Regions from separate parts of the Oryctolagus cuniculus genome. Here region 1 is linked to region 2. The links are chromatin contacts, called in public Hi-C maps. All regions are on one chromosome and are shown on one strand. Each heading gives the region's core, a stretch centred on a gene start, on an enhancer-like site or on the middle of the called end of the contact. The rest is flanking DNA. Distances are from core to core; before and after follow the strand shown. Region 1 holds the start of LOC108177140. Region 2 overlaps SETBP1 (SET binding protein 1).

Region 1 (5,675 bases), core at 2,976-5,475, 210 kb before region 2:
CAGAAGCATTGAGAACATTTATGAAAATGGTAGTGATACTGGGTCTACTCAAATCTAATCAAATCATGATGGATTCCAGACATAATTAATTTGCTCAGGAAATTTTGTTTTATAATCATTCTTGAGAATACTACATTAGGTAATGCTACATTGTTTTCCAAAAAGGTGAGAATCAATAATGTATTTGAGGGGCTGGCTCCATGGCTCACTTGGTTAATCCTCTGCCTGTGATGCCAGTATCCACATGGGCATCAAGTTCTAGTCCTGGTTGCTCTTCTTCCAGTCCAGCTTTCTGCCATGGCCCAGGAAGGCAGTGGAGGATGGCCCAAGTGCTTGGGCCCTTGCACCCACATTGGAGACTAGGAAGAAGCACCTGGCTCCTGGCTTCAGGCCGATGCAATGCCAGCTGTAGCGGCCATTTGGGGAGTGCACCAATGGAAGGAAGACCTTTCTCTCTGTCTCTCTCTCTCTCACTGTCTATAACTCTACCTGTCAAAATAATAAAATAAAAAATACATTGTATTTGAACTTGAGAAAGGAAGGAGAATGTCTTGGAGCCTTTGATTGTAGTACATGATCTCAACTTGTCACCAAAGTGGAATGGATGGTTTGCCTCATTTTGTTCTAACTACCTTCAGAGATGTCAAAATGACATGTCTTCTTGTGGTACTTTGAACCATATGTTGAGTCCTCAAGACCGGTGGAGTATGATAATACTGCAGATCCTTGCACTGTCTTCAGCAAATGGCCCTGGGTAAGGGAGTGGTTGGCATAACAAAAGATTAGGCACATGGAGGCCTGGAACACAGAGTAATCATTCAGTTGGCAGCAAGGCAGCTATTTCATGATATCGGAAGTGATGTCTATTCTCAGCCACATTTATTGACACTGTCCATGCAAGTCACAGGGCATCCTTGTCAACGCGTGCATCCTTGATAAAACAGGTTAGATGAGACACATCTATGCAAAGAGGAAAAGGAAATGTGTTAAAATACACAAGGCAATAAGTGCTCAACGTTGCTAAAGGACATGATTTGTGACTCCCCTCCTCTGACAGCTTCTGCCTCTGTGTTCTATGCACTTTTAAGCACCTCCTTTCTGATAGCCCCTTACTAGTTGTGGCTGGAAAGTTTGCATATCAACTTTCCTACTAAGTCGTGAATCCTGTGAAGATAGGAACTGTGTCTTAGTCTTGTGTTTGACTATGGTTACAACCATAGGACCTGGCACATTATCCATGCCGCTGAACTATTTGTTAAGGGACTGCATGATCCTGACACTAGAGAAAGTACAGGACTCTTAGTTATGTCTATGTCTCTATGTCATGTACATTCCTAAAAGGTGCTCAGATCAGCCTTTTGTTTTTTTAAATGATCCTAGAATCCCAAAAATCAGTCCCTTAACATTGCCCGACACTATTTTTAACCCAACTTCTTTACCAGCTATAGATTTTCTATGTTTCAGGGTCTCATTCTGAATTAAAAAATGACCTACTAGGGAAATAATATGAGAAGAATTTCTGTGGAACTTGGCTAGAATTTAAATACAGCTCCTATTCTATAAACAGACATATCATTCGGCCGGAGCTTTGGTTTTTAGCAATCCTATTTAAAACTATATTTATGCATTACCTTATTATATATTAGCAGGTATACAGTATTATTTTTACATATATAACACTTTTAAAAGAAGGAGAAGATCCCTCCTTTCCTTGCCCTCCTCTCACTTCTAATCATTGGGAGATGGGCTACACATAAAGAAGAAACTCTGGATGAGAAGTCCAGGCACATGTAGCAGATTCATGGCTTTCGCTGAACTTAATGATTCAGGGAAGTCTATTGAATCTCTTTGCGTGGTTCCTCAACTTAGAGATGATGGGATTTGACTTGGTGATACTCGAGGGTGAACTTTTATTGCACTATGATTCAACAGACAGATCTACCATTATTACAGAGACTTTTAAATACAGCGCACACTTCTCTGAACTTCTCTCCAAAGAAACACAACACCACAGGAAGGACAATCCTGTTAACATGCTTAAATTTTAAAAGGAAAAAGACTTGGGCAACAAACTTCAGTTCTGGCTCACACGATGCAAGCCAACCCTTCTGATTTCTGGACGCACTTTCTGCTTTGCATCAATGGTGCACACTCTTAGTCCTCTGCCTACTTTGGTCTTGGGTATCAGAAATCCGGACGCACAAGTAGATGGGCAAAGGTCAGGTGATTACCGAGGTCATTTTGGCATAGTATTGTGTGCCTTCAGCTCTTCTTTCATCATCAGCTCCTATGTCTTGTTGAATTTTTTCCAATGAAGCATTATTTTCTCATTAATAGTTATGCTTCAACACAGCGCAGAACAGAGGAAATCTTGCTCCATTGGAGGTCTTGCAGTGATGAGTAAGGGAGGCAAAGTTTGTGGCCAGTCAGAACATTCTTCCCAACAAAGAGGATAATTTGAGTTAGAAGGGGATAAATTGTTGTGCAAAACCCTGACTGACACCCGGGGGCGTGGACCAGTGTGTGAGTGTGTGCGTGAGAGGGAGGTGCGGCGGGGGGGGGGGGGGCGGGGGTCCAGCCACTTTTTCTCCCTTGCTCCAGAGCATTCCGGTAAAAAAGAGAAAAAAAGAGGTCGTCCGACAGAATTCAACCCTGTAGCCAAGCGGGGTTGGCAGTGGCTGATGTGGTTGCTAGGGGGCCGCCCCCCACTCACCACCCAAACATTTCTCAGTTTCACCCAACTCTCACAGAGAAAGGCATGGTCAAACTCAGCTGCCTGCGTTCGGAGTGACCTCTACCTGGAGATCTGGAAGCATAGCCCTTTGCAGGTCTCTGTGAGTCTTCCTCAGTCAGCTGATGGAGTGCACAGCGTCCCTAAGCTTCTCCATTCTTCCCTTGGCCCGAAAAGCGCCCCTTCTGTAACCCCAACAGAAATGCCCAGAGACTAAAAGTAACCGCCACGTTTTGCCAAGCACCAAAGACATCCCCACCACCCGGATCAGGGAGGGAGCTGCGAGGTTGCCATCCGTGCCCTTTCCTGCAAGAGTCTAACTGTGGTGGATAACGAGAAAAAATGACACGAGGACCCGATGCCTACAAGTAGCTTACTAAAACACAATACACAAATAAAGTAAAACCAACCCTGGAAAGGAAGCCTCATGACCCGCTTAAAAGAAAGAAAGCAACCACGCTGCGCCCAGTTGAGAGAGCCTACCACGTCGGCGCCTGGACGCGCGGCTCCCGCGACACTGCCCCTGTTGTGTCAGACAGTGGCGGTGTTGAGCCCGGCAGCCCGCGCCCAGCCGGAGGCGCTCCCCACGGCCGCTCAGTCTCCGCCGCTGACTCCGACGCGCAGAAGCCACTGGGCCGCGAGGGCGCTGGGGAGCGCTAGGGGCGCGGGGTGCGGCGAGGGGCTCCCGATCGGCCGCCACCAACTGTTTCCCTCCTCCTTCACGGCTAGACCCCGCTCCCTCCAATTGACCGAGATTCCCCGGGGGTGGGGAGGTGAGGGGAGCGGCCGCTCTTCGCTCTCCACCGGCTCCCGCCCGAGAAGCGGCCCCGGGCCCGCGGGGCCAGCCGCGTGGGCGCCGGCGCCCCCTCCGAGGCGGCCGGCGGGGTGGCGGTCCCCGCTCGCCTCTGCCGCGCGGCCGCTCCGATCCTCCCCCCCTTCCCCGCCCGCGCCCTCCCCCTTCCTTTCACCAAGACTCTGGGACTCGGGAGAGGGCGCGGGAGGCAGGCACACGGGCCCGACCCCACTCCAGCTCTCGCCGGGGACGCGGGCGGGCGGGCGGCAAGGGGGCGCGGGGCGGGCGCGGCCATGGAGCGGCGGCGGCGGCGGCGGCGGCAGCACTAGCGACCGCGGGCGGACGGGCGGAGAGCGGGCAGGGCCGCCGGGCGCCGCGGACCGAACTGCACAGCTCAGCAAAAGCGCCCTCGCCCTCCGCGCGCCGCCTCCTGCGAGCCCAAACCCAGCAACATTTTTAAAGCTCCAATCCATCCTTTGAAGACAAGGGGGGGGGGGGGGAGGTGGTGGAAATAGCGTTGATCGGAGAGACGGGGATATATTTATATATTTATATATATATATACAATTTTTTTTGGCTCCTGCTAAAATTAGCCGGGCCCGCCGCGCGCCCGTGTGCGAGTGTGAGCGAGTGTGTGCGTACGGGCGTGTGTGTGTGTGAATGTGATTACTCCAGGACTCCTCGGGCTCCGGAGACGCCATTTTCCCCCTTGATATCTCTCTCCATAAATCGGTGGCGCGGCGGAGGCGGCCGCGCCGGGCGGGAAGCGCGGGGCCGGCCGGGGCGCCCGCCGCTCGCCGCCGCCTCCGCGCGCCCGGGGGCCCCGCAGCCCCCCGAGCGAGGGCGGCCCGCCCCGCGGCTCGCCGTTTGACAGATGCTCATCGCCATGGAGTTGCCGCAGCAGCACCTTTGGGGGCTCCGGCGAGCGACCGGAGCCGGGATCTGAGCGAGCGCCAGGGCCAGCGGAGCCGGAGCCGCCGGGACATGGGTGAGCACGCGCGGCGACCTTGCCCCGGGAGCCCCGGCGCGCAGCCTCCCGCCGCGCCGCGGGCCCCCGCACGCCCGGGCCCGGGGTGGTGTGTGTGAGTGTGTGAATGTGTGTGAGTGTGTGTGTGTGTGTGTGTGCGCGCGCCCTGCATGCAAAAGTTCACGTTGCCTCGCCTGGTCTCGCCGGGGCTTTGACTTTGCACCGAGCAGGAAGGGGCAGCCGGGGCCGAGGGGGCGGGATGCCGGTCCCGGCGAGTCTGCCGGGGAGGGGCGCGATTCCGGCCGGCCCGCGGGTGGGCAGCGATGCTGGCTCCATCCGAGTGGCCCGTTGGTGGCGGCGATGGTGGAAGAGTCGGGCTAGGAGCTCATTGAGTTTCGCCTAATCTGATCCCCCACCCCCACCCCGCCTTTGCACCCTCCCTCGGTCCTGCAGCCGGCTGCTTGGGCTGGCGTTGGTAGAGCGGACCCGGGAGGGGGAGGGGGTAGGAACATAGGAAAAGGGGTGGGAAGGCGGCAGGATTTTTTTTTTTTTTTTTTTTTTTTTTTTTTTGCTCTCTTTGTAACTTGCAGGTTAAGTGGAGCTAGAGAGCTACATTGTAGCCTAGTTGGATTTTTTTTGGGGGGGGGGTGGCATGTATCAGAATCTAACGTGTCGTTAATAGAAAGAAGATCAGGCGAGAAGTGGTCCAGCCGGCGAAGGTTGGTTTGTGCTTGTGTCGTGGCTGTGTGTTAGTCTTTTTTCTCGGAAACCTTAATCAATGGATTTGAGTCTGTTGTGCTCTCTGGTTTGGGGACTCTGAAAAGACAGGAATTCCCTTAAAAGCAGACGAATGCCCTTTTGAAAGCACGCATTGTGTGCCCTGGGCTTGGGAATTAAACGGCAGGCTTCCCCCTTCGGTGGTTTCCAGGGGGAAATCGCTCCGGAAAGGGAGCCCTTCAGTATCGATTTATTGTTTTTGTCTTTCAAACCATTATCTCTTCGACCAAAATACTGTCTGAGAAGTTCCACCGAGACAAAGTCAGGGAAACTGGACCGCGCAGATCTTCAGCAAGATGGTGATGACGGTGATGCTGGTTTGGGTGTCTGTTTGTGATGGAAGCATTGTTGGGTAATTGCAAATTCTGATCGGTAGAGCATGCTGGTTCTAAAAAAATAAGTTACTG
Region 2 (5,558 bases), core at 2,812-5,311:
CAGTAGAGCCACGCTAGAAGAGAAAGAAAATCTGTTTCTGGACCAGCCAGTCTCCATCCCAGTGAAAAGCATCCCAAAACCCTACCCATGTGCGGTGTTCCAGAGTGCCAGTCCTGCTCCCTACCAGGAAGGAGAGTAATTTCCACAGCAAGCTCCTACTGAGTCAAGCTGAATAGGTTGAGCTTAAAGCCATGCACTTCAATTGGTGAGAAATAGAGCTAATAAAAGTCAAACCAAGGGCTCTGTTCCCTTGTGAGTCAGTTAGCTCTACATGACTGAAGGTGCATTCTTATGAGCTAAATGTCACTTTGAGGCCACTTTTAGAGCACACTCAGGAGTTTTGTTCAGGTCAGTGCTTGGAGGAGCCTTTTTGCAGGATTCCATGAAGAAGTGTTTGGAAGCTAACACTATTTATCCTATTCTTGAACAAAAGATTTATCTTTCCTCCAGCTTTATGAATTGAATTGGTACCAAAAGGAATAGGCTTCCCATTTGGTGAAAGTGAAAAGTTATATAGCAGATAAGGGAGCTTTGTGATTTTTATTAAAACTGTGACAATCAGCCTGTTCATTTCCCCAGACTTACCTTGTCTACTAAGGCCTAATGCACCTCTATTATGTTTATCCTTTGTGAGGACTTATATGAGCAGTGACTGTCATTGACATGGCCACTGAAGATTAATAACATTGATGCTACTGACCGCTTACCCAGCAGCTTGGAGCCTGGAAACTAATTGATAGTAAATTGCAAGTCCCAGGAAAAGGGTTTGGGAAAAATTGACAACCAATCCTTATAGGGAGTCAGGGTGGCTGATTGCTGTAGTTCACGACCTTTTCCTTGAAGAGTAGAGTGATGAAATGATCTATGTCCGAATTGTTGCCTACCTGTTGTTTTCCAGGTGTGCAAGGTGTAGTGTCAGATAACCACTCACTAGCAAGTGGAAGTTTCTCCTTCACAATTCTGTATTTTGGAAGAGTAACTGCAAACTGATTTCATTTCCCTGTAGGCTTTGATGGATTTGAGAGTTGAATACCTTCACGAACAAACTTGTTTTTCTCCCTATAATTGTTAACTCACACCTTCTCCCACCTTCTCTCCTTTCAGCATTTCAAAACTGAGATAAATAATTTTGTTCAAGCTTTTCGGATTTAACTCTTTCATCAATTTCCAGGAACATCAGTAGGCCTCCATGGCTTAAAAACAAACAAACAAACAAACAAAGCTGACTTTTCTTGCCAAACTAGGAGAGGAATCAAAAGATGCAGTTAGTTACCTTTGTTCTAAGATGTCCATTCTTCCTCTAAAAGTTGGAGAACTATGATCAGAGCCTTAGTGATCATATCTCTCAAGCCTGTCTGATTAACAACAAATAATCAAAATACTTGGGTTGGGGCTGGTGCTGTGGCATAGTAGATTAAGCCTCTGCCTGCAGTGCTAACATCCCATGTAGGTGCCAGTTCATATCCAAGATACTCCTTTTCTGATACAGCTATCTGCTGGTGACTTGGGAAAGCAGTGGAGGATGGCCCAAGTGCCTGAGCCCCTGCATCCATCTGAGAGACTCAGAGGAGGCTCCTGGCTCCTGGCTTTAAATAGCCCAACTCTGGCTATTGCAACCATTTGGGAAGTGAACCATCAGATGGAAGATCTCTCTCTGTCTCTCCCTCTGTCTGTCTGTAGCTCTGTCTCAGCAGAGAGCTGGACTGGAAGAGGAGCAACCGGGACAGAATCCAGCGCCCCAACTGGGACTAGAACCTGGGGTGCCAGCGCTGCAGGCGGAGGATTAGCCAAGTGAGCCGCGGCACCGGCCAATAATATACATTGTCTATGAACTTTTTAAAGACCCTCTCATGTGCATGCATTTCAAAATTTTTGCACCAGAGTGTCTTTCAATTGCATTTTGCCACGAAGTCTTTGAAATCCCCTTGTAAACTTTCAGTTGATTTATTTGTTTTTTTTTTTCCACCTTAGAATTCTTTCTTGGGAGAAACATTCAGTTTTAATGTGTATGTGTATTTTTTTAAACAAATTGGTATATAGTTTCTTAATTCTAGGGATTCCCCAGGGGCTGGGCAGACCACAAGGTTTGCAGAAACAGAGGAGAATGAGTTGGGTCATAAAACTGGAAAAGGATTGATGGTAAAGCCATTGTGGACCAATGAAGAGAGAGCTTATAATGCATATGTACAAAGTGTCTACTCTGTGCCAGGCATTGTGATAGACCCTGCATTTTCCAGTATGATATCGGGTCTCTTGATTTATTCCAGAAGCAGAGATAGACAATACTAGGATCATTAAAAGACATTAAACAAATAAACATACATCTAGCTTTAATTGTTATTAAATTATCATTTTTCTGCTTAATTCTCCATGTGATACCTATGTATCCCTTCTCCCTGTGTGTCGTTTGTCTTTTTCTTCCTGATCCAGATATGTGTGAGCATAGGAAAGGGGTAGGATAAACTGGATCTGAATAAACCCAACCTTGGTGTGAGCAGAAACTATATACTGGGCTTTGCTCTGGCAGCAGCTTCTAAAAATACTATGAATGGTCTCTTCCACCAAAGTGAGCCAAGATTTCTGTAACTGTGCAGTTAACACAGTCTGCAAATGTCCTATTCCTGAGAAAAATGATGTATTTGAGACCTACATGATCCCAGTTGACTATAAATATTTACCAGATTTCCTGGATTCCTGCTTAGGCTTCCATTTTACTTTTCCGTGTTTATTGACCAACTCACGTTCCTACTTTAGAAATTGCAAGTGTCTTGGTTCCTGTACAATGGAGGCATTTTTTTTTTGTCATTGATGTCTTGAGATAGGCACTGTAAAAGACATTATTTTTGAACAGTTGAACATTGCTTTTCATTTTCTCAAAGGAGTTTGCACATGATCGACAGACATATTAATCAAACCCACCTACGAGATGAGAAACCCAGACTCAAAGCTGAGGGGAGGGGAGTGAGCTGCTGTGAGAAGAAGCAGTAGAAATGAAGCTCAATGTCTCATAGGATGAATCCTGAGTAATCTTTTTACATTCAAACATTTTGACAAGTTTCAGGCACAAGAGGGAGAGTAAGGAGTTTACCCAGAGCCCAGATTATTTCCATTTGGTTTGCTATTAAAAGGCTGAAAGAAAAGGAAACAAAACAAAACTAAAACTTTGTTGGTTCTCCACTGTGGAGAAGATGTTCCTTGTCACTGGGGAGTTATTTGGCTGCCCAAATATTGTTTTCTCAGGCTCGCTAGAACATTGGGGTTGGTTGTATATGGGAATTATGTACAGGAAGCAAAACGCCTTCTCCAGAATTTAAACAGAATACTCCAGGTGCTGAAGACAGGTGTAACCAACATTGAAATAATGTCACCTTGCATATGGATATGGCTTTAGGCCTTTTAAAGCCATTTATAAGTGGCAGACTGTCAAATTTTAGTTCTGAAAGATGTTCTATCTGATTCGATCCTACTACCAAGTCAAGAAATTAATTGGGCATAACTATTCAGTCATCTCATGTTAGTTTTCATGTTACCAGAGATGGCTACCTTCCTGCTGGGCCAGGTCACTTATTTTGCAGCTCAATAGCTTTTATTGTTCACAAATATTGTAGAGCTCAATTTTTTAAATCAAAACCTCTATGATTGGTTTGGTCATAACTTGCCCAATAATCTTTCATTCTTATCCATATGATAATTTTTAACCATTTGAAAGTGGTTATCAGAGTTCCTCTAAATCTTCCCATCTCCAAGTTAAACAACTCTGTTTTTCTTATCCAAGCCCTTATTAATACAGTCTTTATCCCCTTCCAGTTCTGTTTACCTTCCCCTACAAGAGACTTTTCTGTTATCAACATGCCCCAAGCACAGTGCTCCAAATTTGACACAGTGTATGAAATGTGCCCTAAGCAATAAATTGTGATTGTTGGCAATCTCCATTGGAATTTTTTGCTTCAGCTTCAGCCATCTCAGATGATGATTATTCTAGCAAGCGTTGATTGTTCATAAAGAGCACATAGCCAAGTGACATCATCAGCCCTCTTCCCAGAGCGATGCTGAGTCATTTATCCCCAGGCAATTCTTTCTAATCCCCCTACAAACATGCAAACAACCCAAGCAAGTGGTTTGAGTAGTTAAGACACATGCTACCAAAGTGAGGACTCTGGTGGTACTAGAAATGTTTTGTTCTTAATATGGGTGTTGGTTGTGAGTGTGATCAGGAGAACAAAAATTCATTTATCTGTAAACCTGTGAGCATTTCATGGTATGTATACCACATTTCAATAAAATATTTTTAAAAAGAAAAGAAAAATATATATTAGCATTTACTGGCTACTTAATGAAGTCCAGATATGAGCACCATCTAGGGCAATTTTCCTATAAAGTTATTCATCCTTAATCCAAAATCCAGAATGTTCCATTTTCTGAAACTTTTTGAGAATGAACCTGATGCCACAAGTACAAAATTTCATACCCTGAAACAGTTGCATATACAGAGTTACTGAAGATTCCATATAAACCTACTTTCAGGCTGTATGTTTAAAGTATGTATGAAACATAAATAAAATTCATGTTTAGATTTGGATCCTATCATATAATGAGATATCCCATTATGTATCTGCAAATATTCCAGAATCCAGGAAAATCCAAAATCCAAAACACTTCTTGTCTCAAGCATTTCAAGCAAGGGGTAAACACCTGCATTAAGTCATCAAATGCTCATAATGAACCTTTGGAGTAGGTTCTGTGAATGTTCCATTTCAAAGATATGGAAACTGAGGCATGGGGAGGTTTGATAATGCACCCAAGATTACACCACTTGTAACTGCAAGAGGTCAGATTCAAACACAAGCTGACTGGCCCAGAGCATTCACCCTACTTTCTTTTCCTTTGTTAGTATTTATTTATTTATCTGAAATGCAGAGTTTGAGAGAGAGAGATTGATCTACCATCTGCTGGTTCACTGCCAAAATGGCCACAATGGCTGGAACTGGACCATATGAAAGCCAGGAGCCATGATCTTCATCTGGGTCTCCCACACGGGTGACAGGGATCCTGGCACTTGGACCATCTTCTGATGCTTTCCCAGACACATTAGCAGGGAGCTGGATTGGAAGTGAAGCAGCCAGGATTCATACCAGCACACATGTCAGATGCCAGAGTCAGAGGCAGGGGCTTACCCCACTATGCCACAACACTCACTCCCACCCTGATTTCTAAGTGGTCCTTGCCTCAATGTGGCCTTCCAGTAAATATTATAATTCTTACACATTTGTGCTTTACATAAAATGTTTTTTTTATTTTTTTATAAGTTGGATAACTTATTAGCATATTGTGAATTTGCTTTAATAGAAAATACCAACAAAAGAACAGGATCAAGCAAAAAAGAAAGAAAGAATGAGGAAGGGAAGACGGAATTGGGGGAGATAGGATGAGAGGAAGAAAGATAAATGCCAAAATGCATCATAATAAGAAAGTGCAGGGGCCAGCATTGTGGCATAGCGGGTTAAGCCTCTGCCCTCAATGCCAGCATTCCATATGAGTACTGGTTCAAGACCCAGCTC

The links. Hi-C and Micro-C count contacts between places; a contact is called where the count stands out from the background.
Region 1: a Hi-C map of psoas muscle shows a contact between it and region 2, with 6 times the contacts expected there. The contact joins the promoter of LOC108177140 here to the enhancer-like site in region 2. A contact is called at or near these places in 2 of 6 Hi-C or Micro-C datasets (psoas muscle and an unstated tissue).

Annotation. Positions count from the first base shown.
Region 1 is chr10:32,724,983-32,730,657 of mOryCun1.1, reverse strand. It overlaps LOC108177140, which reads right to left and starts at 4,225. Exons shown (of 2, transcript XM_070050269.1): 1 at 3,215-4,225; 2 at 1-960. The coding sequence starts at 4,225. The coding sequence ends at 3,326. It overlaps SETBP1 (SET binding protein 1), which reads left to right and starts at 4,369. Exons shown (of 6, transcript XM_008261251.4): 1 at 4,369-4,512.
Region 2 is chr10:32,511,379-32,516,936 of mOryCun1.1, reverse strand. The region is part of intron 3 of SETBP1 (SET binding protein 1); the gene reads left to right. Among named protein-coding and RNA genes, the nearest start is that of SETBP1, 210 kb to the left of the region's middle. Within about 2 kb of position 4,061, at least 1 of the 8 cell types and tissues checked has an H3K27ac peak or open chromatin away from gene starts, as enhancers often do.